Regions from separate parts of the Anas platyrhynchos genome. Here region 2 is linked to region 1. The links are chromatin contacts, called in public Hi-C maps. All regions are on one chromosome and are shown on one strand. Each heading gives the region's core, a stretch centred on a gene start, on an enhancer-like site or on the middle of the called end of the contact. The rest is flanking DNA. Distances are from core to core; before and after follow the strand shown.

Evidence for each region. A called contact is a pair of places that touch in the nucleus more often than the background predicts.
Region 2: a Hi-C map of F5 follicle shows a contact between it and region 1, with 2.0 times the contacts expected there. The contact joins two enhancer-like sites. A contact is called at or near these places in 2 of 8 Hi-C or Micro-C datasets (F5 follicle and small yellow follicle).

The regions. Positions count from the first base shown.
Region 1 is chr6:36,440,564-36,445,352 of IASCAAS_PekinDuck_T2T, reverse strand. It overlaps FGFR2 (fibroblast growth factor receptor 2), which reads left to right. Exons shown (of 18, transcript XM_072039854.1): 10 at 904-1,054; 11 at 4,306-4,427. Among named protein-coding and RNA genes, the nearest start is that of FGFR2, 79 kb to the left of the region's middle. Within about 2 kb of position 3,217, at least 4 of the 8 cell types and tissues checked have an H3K27ac peak or open chromatin away from gene starts, as enhancers often do. A contact at or near this core is called in F5 follicle and small yellow follicle, where this site is marked.
Region 2 is chr6:36,496,210-36,501,038 of IASCAAS_PekinDuck_T2T, reverse strand. The region is part of intron 2 of FGFR2 (fibroblast growth factor receptor 2); the gene reads left to right. Among named protein-coding and RNA genes, the nearest start is that of FGFR2, 23 kb to the left of the region's middle. Within about 2 kb of position 1,603, at least 4 of the 8 cell types and tissues checked have an H3K27ac peak or open chromatin away from gene starts, as enhancers often do. A contact at or near this core is called in F5 follicle and small yellow follicle, where this site is marked.

The DNA.
Region 1 (4,789 bases), core at 1,968-4,467:
TTTCACCAACAGAATTTTTGTAACGTGGATGGAATAGCTCGTGCCTCTGCTTTCAAAGCAGCTATCATTAATTACCTTTGATGCTCTCAGGAAAATGTGTTTTTGTTAAGGACGATGACAAGTAATTCTCCAAAGTGAATTACATTTTGAAGTGTTGGACGTGAAAGTTTTTTTTATGAACTCTTTTCTGCCTCACTTACAGAATATTTACTTAAGAATGTAGTTCATTGAAAACTGAGGTACCCCAACTGTTGTGATAGCTTTTTTTGATACTTTCAATATTAAACATTTAGAAAACATGTGAAGGGATATCCTCCATTTTCTACATGGTAACACGCCTGTGACCTTGGTCACTGGCACTGGTGGAAAAAATCAGGGGAGTCTTTGTAAAAACGCCATTTTTAAATTAATAAATGAAAATTTCACTTTAGTATTTCTAGGTGTTGCTATTAAATTTTGTACTGATTTGGAAAAAAGAAATGATGATGCGGAAAGCTAGAAATGAGTAGGAGAGAGCTTATCTGCTCACAGTAGAAGCTGCCCACTACGTATCTGAGGGTGGTGATGTAAATACTCACTTGATTAAAAATAAAAAAATAATTTGATAAATTATAAGAAACATACATTTAAATTCCCTTCTGAGTTGAATGTATTTTAGAATTTTGTTCAGTGGTTTACAGCTCATGGGACAGACTGACAGGGCAGCGATTGCAGTCAGTTTTGTGCTTACGGGGCAGTGTAAATGTAGGAGAAGAGTTCACTCCAAACAAGACTGGAGGTTCAGTCCCTCATACCACTGTTCCTAGCTGGCTTGGTTTTCATGTACTGCTGTTTTTCAGCTTTTGGTCCAAGATTACATCTCTTCCTCTTTTTGTTTTTTGTATCTTGCATTGCAACAACAGGTGTCGGCCGACTCGAGCTCCTCCATGAACTCCAACACGCCTCTGGTGAGGATAACTACTCGCCTCTCCTCTACTGCTGATGCCCCAATGCTGGCAGGAGTCTCGGAATACGAATTGCCAGAAGACCCGAAATGGGAGTTTCCGAGAGATAAGTATGTTGCCCATTTCCCTTAGCACTACCTACGTGCATCTATACAACTTGACTCAGTATGAGAGGGGGCTTCTTTCCAAAGTCTCTCAGGGTTTCTTTAGCTGAAAGAAAATCTCAATTACCTGAACCTTCTCTGAAGATCAAGATCCAATTCAATTATCTGAATTATTATTTTTTTAAATGGAAGATGAATTTTCTCTGCCTGTTGCTCTGATTTATTTTCTGATTTCTTAAAGGGTTTCAGATACTCTGCTGAAATCTTAACTCCTCAGTTAGGAGTGAATCTGAAACTTTATTTTAAAATATATATGATCTAGACTGGGAGAGATACCAGTGTACAACCATAGTTAAAGGGCAGATTTGCCCAAGCATTATCTCTGTACATTAAACCATGTTTTTTAGTTTGGTACATTATTGGTCAATGTTTATAAAATATGTAATAGAATGTCAAGTAGGAGATAGAGAAAGTCTGGAATATGGAATTAGAAAACCTTTTCTTTCACTTAGATCTTATGGAAAGGTTTTTCTGGTGCTTTAGTATTAACCTATATTAGCGGTGATCATTTTTAATTTAGCAGGGCATTTTGCATATTATGTACTTGTGTGTACAATTTCTGTGGTTTAAAAGGACTAGGTTTCAAGCAGAATGTACTGAATTTTGATACATTTAAATTAACAGGGCTAAATAATTCTTTGAAGTCTGTTGAATAACATACAAAATGAGCTGCCGAATAATCAGAGCTATGATCATATTGCTTAATATAAAGTTGGCATGTAAAATAGATAATAGTAATACAGGTAGAGCCAGGATTATATATGAAATCTGATACTAATTTTAAGAAGTCTTTAGGTGGATTTGAGAAACTAACACCTTTTATCATGAACAGTTTTCTTTGAAAGCTCAGCACTGTAACTTTTGGATAGCAGAGCCGTAATTTTGAACCTCCTGACAACTGTTCTGGAAATTATTTTAATTATGTAGCTGAAAATTAGTGCAAAAAGCAGTAATTGCCACCTGCAGGATTCTAGTCAACAGTGGGGGCCTGTATACATACTTCTGTCAGCCCATACCCTTGGGGGATACACTAAATGCGGAAAATTTTAGAGTGCTAAACATTAAAAACCGACATTCAGCACAAATGTAGGTGGAGCAGATTTCCAATGAAAGGAGGCTATTTAGAGGCAGTTTATTAGGTTGGGGGGCAAGAGGCACACAATGAGGGGTTTGTTACTTTAGTCCTAGCAGGGCAATAGCACATAAATTAACCAGTTTCCAATGCAAATGTTTGTTCTCTGCCAAGATCCTAAATTCAATTTCAGTTCTGGATAAAGTGCAGGATGACCTCAGCATAGCATATGCTGCCCTTCAGTCTTTGCACCTTTTTAAACCAGCGTTTGCTTTAGAAACCAATCCAAAACAGATTGAGGAGTTCTCACCACGGCTGAGACCGTGCTTGACAAAGTGTCCGTGGGCTGCCCTGGGGAGGCATCGCCCTTCGCTCCTCTCTCTTCCCTGAGCAGATAAGCAAGGAGGGTTTGCAAACCACTTAGCCTCGGTCTAACAGCCTTCTGCTGGTGGTATGACAACCCCCTGGGATTCATGGGCCAGGACAGAAGTCCGTGCTTTTGGCAACCAGCCCCTACCTGCATTGTATCTGTGAATCCTGCTTTTGACCATGGGAAGCCACGACCATAAGAACTTGGATACGAAAGTGCTTGTCCGAGTCTGGCCCCAGCAGTGGATAACGTTAACTGGATCAAGTTCACTCAGCATTCTCCGTGACATCTGCTTCAGCCCTGCTTCTGGAGTTAAACAATGTTCTTTGTGGCAAAAGGAGACAGAATCTGTGAGCATTGTGCTGGAACAAAAAATAGATCTTGCCTAGAGGCTCCGAAGTTTTTGCTGTATTTTATCTTTTTATCCTCCTGGAGTTGGGATTGAAGTCTGTCTGTTAGAGCTGAGTTTTGCAACCGGAGATGTGCTCCACAAAGTGCAGTGGCATAGGCAGCTGGCCCAGATAGTGAGTGCTCCTCTTAAAAGGGTCTTTACATCAACACAGGATGATAACGGGGCTCCACTTTCCCCCAGTCTGCTTCCCGCTCTGAGCAGAGCCCGGGTGCTGCAGGGAGGAGGCGTCTTCTGCTACCCTCAGCCATGACATCCGTGGCAGCAGCGAGCCTGCAGCCAAGAAACAGACTGTACCAGAGCCAGCTGTGGGCGGATAAAGGCTCCCGTCTCGCCCCTTAAAGGATCAAAGTGCTGGGGAAATGCGTGAAGATGTAAGAAGAGCGATCTTGCTGTGGACGGGGTGGATGCGGAGACGGCAGCGTGTAGGGGACGCCGAGCCCTGCCAAGTGCCTTCACGGCAGCATCCCCCAGGGACAAACCCCTCCCTGCACGCCCATCCCCGGCCTCGTTTCCCCGCTCACCATCGTCCTCCCTCCTCTTTCTCCCAAGAAGGCGGCCCCTGACCTCCTCCTCAGTTTTGGGGAGAGGAGCGGGGTGATAACGGTGTGTGATAACTGCCTGCAGCTGCTGCCTGCTGCACTGCTCTTGCTGCCCTGCGTCATCCCTTCAGCACAGGACATTGTTAAGCAAATGCGTGTGGTTTGCATGCCCAAACAGAAAGCAAGGATGTGAAGTTTGAGCTAAAATTAGGCTATCTGGAAGTATGCTTGACTGTTTCCTCTCTGCTGTTGTACCACAGGAGTTAGTAAAACCTAAAACATCCACCCGGTTTTGATACCACCCTTTGCCATACGAACCATCAGCTGCCTGACAGCAAACACATGGCAGCGTGCACAAAGAAACCATTCTTCCATCTCCTTGCAGTCTACATACAAAGAAGAAAACGATCCACGAGGACATGAGAGGCTGGGGTGCTGCTGCCTGTTCCTGCATCCTAAATTTCGGCTGCAGCCCGATGCTCTCTGCAAGCTCTTCCCCTCCAAGCAGTGCATCCCTCCAGCCAGCCATTGAGCACGGCCTCTCCCGTTACAAGCACAAGGGCAGCTTAAAAGCCGGGTTTAGCAACTGATCTGTCTGTATTAGACACTCCCTGCTCTGTCCCTAAGAAAACAGACCGCAGCATGCGTGAAAGCCGATGCGCGCCGCGCGTCTCATTAGTTCCATATGATAAGCGCTTCGTGCCGCAGCAAGTTGTTGAAAGGTTTTTATATTTAGCTCTGGAATTTCACTGCCTGCGCCCCTGCCCCAGATGCTGTGTGTTAATCTCCTGTTTACACCTCCAGGCTGACGCTGGGTAAACCCCTGGGGGAAGGCTGCTTTGGGCAAGTGGTCATGGCCGAAGCGGTGGGGATTGACAAAGACCGGCCGAAAGAAGCGGTGACTGTGGCCGTGAAGATGCTGAAAGGTAAGAAAATTGTCCGAGCAGGGTCCGAGGCTGCTTTTAGCCACGAAAAGTTTCCTTTGCAGCATCTGAGCTCTGTCAGAGTAGGGGGGTCAGAGTGCACATAGCTGACCTCAGCCTTCGGTGGTTTGCGGTGTAAATCTGGGCTCTTGACAGCCTGTTTATCTTTAGCCGCGAGTATTTGGATGTATTGGCATCGCGTGGGTCTCCCTGCTTTTAGCTGAGTTCAGTTCAGCAGCAGTCCTCGCGTAGATCCTGGAGTAGGTGGTTTTGGGGTCTGTTTGCTTTGAATTTAATTATAAAGCTAGCTTTTAGGAAAGGCACGGTTATTACGGGTTGATAGTTAAAGACAGCATTTTTATGTC
Region 2 (4,829 bases), core at 354-2,853, 57 kb before region 1:
AAGCACACTTTAAAAATACGCTTCTTCCACAATGAATATCCAGTGGGTGGGAATCTGGGTTTTATCAAAGTGTAAATTGCTAAAAACTATTTAAAACTTCTTCCCTGGGTAGGAATGTTAACTTACATGAGATAATTTTAGACGTGAGAACCTGAATCATTACCAGAAAGGGGAAAAAAGGCTTCTAAGTTAATGGTATAATAAGAGCTTTTATGCTGCAGAATACAGTGAATTGTGTAGGACTTATATCTGAGATTTGGGAAATAAAACCTCCTTTATGTACTTCGTTAGACCCCTTAAAAATAGTCACCTTCTCTGGGTTCCATCACTACCACCCACAAGCTCTCTGAGCTGAAAAGAAAACAAAAAAAAACTTTAAAAATCTCTTCAAAGACAAAGCTGCTTTATTATTATTATTATTTTTAGTTTAGTAAATGCCAAACATTTTGGTCAGAGCTAATTTGAGGGGGGTCAGGTGCTCCAATAATGTGTGTTTTCGGCGGGGCTGCTGACGGTGCAGTCATTAGAGCAGTGACATTTCGGACCAGCTGAGAAGGTCGCCAGGGCTGTGACCTTTTGTGACATATGTTGATCTGTTCCTTCATGGGCATGCCCCGAATTTTGTCTTTTTTTGGTGTTAAGTGCTTTTATTGTTGCTATTTATTGTCTTAGTGAGTCAGAATATTCAAGAAGCCGTATGCACCATTAGCAGGAATTGAGAGCGTGGCTTTTTGTTCTGCTGCCTGCAATAAATAACCTCGGGTTAAAATATGCTGTCGGCTCTTAGCTAAACACAACTTTAGGGATATTTGCAACCATTTCCTTGAGTATCAGGCTACGTACCTCTGTTAGCACAAGCAGTAACTATCTGTTGGGGTAACCGGCTGCGTAGCTGGGTGCACACATGTGTACACAGATAGATAGATACCCCAAAAGATAGTTCCTGCTGTCTTTGGTTACCCACAGTGTATCTGATCCCTTTGGGAGCACGCTTCCCTAAGGTGCTGTCAGAAATTGCTGGATGTGTTGGGCGCCGGGACTGTGACCATTAGCTGTTACTACTCTGGTACCTATAAAAATATTTACCCTGAAGATGGTATCGTGAGCCGTTGTAAATGATAATGTCAATATTGCTATCGCGGACACGCGCTGAATCTGTTTGTTAGTGGTTGTGGTGCTTTCTTTTCTCATGCAGTGATAGGAAAACCCAAGGCTGGTGGGCGGCCAGAGCAGAAACAGGGCCTGCAGGAGCTGGTTTGGGGACTGTCAGCTATCAAATTCTGTCTCGCATCAAGTGTTTACAGCACTAGTTTTTTATCCCAGGGAGCATAAAGACTTTCTGCTTTTAAATATTTAGAAATAAGTCTACCCCGGCGTGTATAAAGGAGCCATTCTCTTTCTGTGTACCCAGCCTGCGAAGGCCTTTGACAGCCAACGTTTCACAAGGGCTTTGACCGCACACATAGGTTGAAGGGTTACTTTGTGAACTGAATAATTAGTTTAGACATATATTTGATAAATAGCAAGCTCTCCCTTGACCTTCCCTTGCCCAGGCTGTGTGTTATCCTTCTGCTGGGCAGCTAATTTAGTCTCTTCCCCCATCCAGTGCCTTGACGCTGTCCTTGGAGCACCCGCTCGGAGCCCTCGCCTTGTGCAATAACAATGTGTTTCAGTTCTTTTAATTTAGGTCAAATTTCAAAGGACTCATTTAAGCTTTCCACAAGGGACAGCCTAATTCCGCGTCCTGTGAAAAAACACGGTAGTTTGAAGTGGCCTTAAATGCGTGTTTGGGAGGCTCCTAGGAGCTGCAGCAAGTGAGACCTTCTGTAATGAGCGGTGTGGTGTGCTTATGCTGGGCTCCAAAGCGAGTAATGCTCTGTCACCCAAGCTTTACCTCCGTTTGTGGACACGGAACAACATATAAACACGTTCAGTGCCATACCCAGAGCAGTACACACATCTTCATTTAAAAAAAAAAAAAGTTGCTTTATCCACAGGAGAGTGCTCAAAGGCTAATGTCTCACGTGGTCCCAGCACAGGCTGGTCGGAGATGCTTCATTAACCATCGTGAGCCACCTGGATGAGGCTGTGGGGTCTTGCGAGGTGTTTCTCAGGCTCCCAGGGACCCTGCAGGGCTACAGCAGGTGTGCCCACTCCAGGTCCTCTCCCTGCCCTGCCACGAGGTCGCAGAGCTGGGAAGAACCAGGATGCTTTCTCCGCTTTGGTAGGGAAAATAAAGCAAAAAATCCACCCAAGATTCTTGTGCAATGTTACTTTTTTTTTTTTTTTAAAGAGCAGTGGCTTTGATATCTGCCCGAGTTATGAGTAACAATTCAAACTGATTAGTTAAATCAGAGGGTGTTTTTTTTTTCCTCCTTTTGTAAGGAAGGGCAATTATCACAGCCCATTACGGAGGAATGTGACACCCGCACAGATTCGGGTTGGATGCCCTCCACAGCTTACATCTCACTAAGTTATTTGGCCCAGTGCAGGAACTGCTAGCTGAGATCGTGGGGAACTGGACAAGCAGCCAGATTAAATCGGTCCAATCCACCATCCTTCAGCAGCTCCACGGGCTGGAGACTAATGAGGCGTGGGTAGGGTTGTTATTTACCAGTGGTGTTGGTGCAAGCTCATGATGTGTCAGCATGGTAACAGTTTGGTAAACTAGCACAAATAACTGGACATTTTAGGCCTATCTGCCATGTTTTAAAATCACAGCTTTTTCTTTTTTTGGGGGGAGAGGGCAGCAGGGGGTAGCTAAGGTTGAAGAACTGGGTGCCTTGAGTGATTTTTGGAGCCTGAAGATTTTCAAACCTGCTGAGTTTTTACCTCTTTTATTTTTATTATTATTTTTTTTTATTTAAACACAGGTATTGATAAAACCCCTAACCAGTGACTGACCCAACGGCAGCATGGTTTTCTAATTTAGAAATAACTCTTCCTTGGCAGAGAGCACGTGGTGAATTTCAGGCTGTAGGAACTTTTTACGGGCAAACTACAAGCCTTCGAAAGCAGAATTAGCCATGAAAATGCTGACAACTCCAGTTATGCAAGGTTGTGTATGCATGTGATGATGGACTGTTTGGTGTTGTAATAACAACCATGGTGTAGCTCTTAATGAATGTGTCTCTGTATCCAGCTTCAGTAGAAACGTTCACCTGCCTTTCAGGAATTAAATTCAAAGACGAGCATTTTCTTAGAGTAACTATCAAGTTCAGGTAGAGATGGAAACATGAGAGAACTAATTAACTACCCTTAGCTGTCAGATTTTAAACTGTTAAATGTTTTGTGAGACCTTAAGATTGAAGCTTTGCAGCGAAAACAGACTTCTTGGAAGCAGCACTCCGCAGCAGCATAAATCTGGATTTTCAAAGAGCCATCTCCCACTTAGGCAAGTTTTGTCTTGTCTCCTTGCGGTGGTGCACCTTGTTTAACCAGAAGAGAACACTTATATCGGTGGAGTTAAGTGCAAAATCTCTGCGGAAAAGACAGCAGGAACCCAAAGCACGTCTGAAATGATGAAGGGGGCTGCGCCAACGTGAATGAGGGCCTGGATCCCTGGTTATTGGTGTTGGCTGTGCTGTGCTGCTGGCTGGGGTCAGGCGTGAGCAGTTCTGGTGCAGGTGGTCACGGTACCCTAACGTGTGCTTGTGATGGCAGTGGGGAGCCAGATAGTGCTCGACCTGGCACGGAGCCTGCGGGGTAAAATTATCCTTACGGCAATTTGGGATGCGATCTGAACAGGCTGGAGGTGAGGTTCAGCACACACTGTGCCCCTTGACTGTGGCTTTTTCTTTTAAATTTGTCACCGTGTACCCGAGAATCAGAGCTACCTTTGAGCAGAGCTGGCTTTTAAGCTGATTTCCAGTGAAGTTGGAGCGACTTTGAATAGAGGCACATCCTAAAACGAGAGCAGATCTGAGGCTCCTGTTATGATGAGGAGGGGTGCACGGGGAGCTGCTGTGGGAGCGGGGCTGGGGGTGCAGGCACAGGGCACTGGGGGCTGCGCCTCTGACGAGTGCCAGCTGCTGGGTGAGATGCTCGGTAAAAGGACCAGGAGTAAATATTTATGTAGATATATATATTTTTAAAACTTCTAAAAACAGGCTATAAATCACTTACTGATTAACGTACATCTGCGGTGTGTCCCGTCCCATCTCTTAAGTATCACTGCTGTTTTGGTAAGAAGAAACCCTTTTATTCGGGAGTATTTGAGCTTTGGTTTTCTGGTTCTGCTTCAGAGCCTCGGAGCAGTCAGCAGCTGGTACGGAGCCGTGCCCCATGGACTTCACTTTCTGCTGGCTCAGGTCCTTTTGCTGCTCGTCTCCTCACAAATGACAATATCCATATCAGAGAGAGGGACAGGAGGGCAAGCTCAGCGCTGGCTGAATTCTACCGTGTGGCTTCCTTCAGCTGTCATGCTATTTTTATTTTAATTGTATTCTTAAAATCAGTGTAGTGCAAGCATATTTGGTGAACCTCAGAGAAGCTGAGGAGCTCGTAGATGTGACCTACTTTAATTCCCTGCCTCGCGTGTTGTTGCAAGTTCTGTGTAATTATTGCTTTTCCTCCCCCGCAAAAGAACTGGCTCATCGGTTTGGGACATCGACCGATTTTCAGCCGCCTTGCAAACCCACGTGGACCGAGAGGAGGGGAAAATCCATTTGTACGAGGGAAACAGCCTTCATTTAGGAGGGTTTGCTAGGATGGGCACTGCGACGTGCTGGGCGACTGGAGAGGAGGAAAGGAAGGATGAGATGGCAGGAGAAAATCCAGATTTTTTTGTCCTTTTTATTTTCCCTCCTAGCTTTTCATGAGTTTGTTTG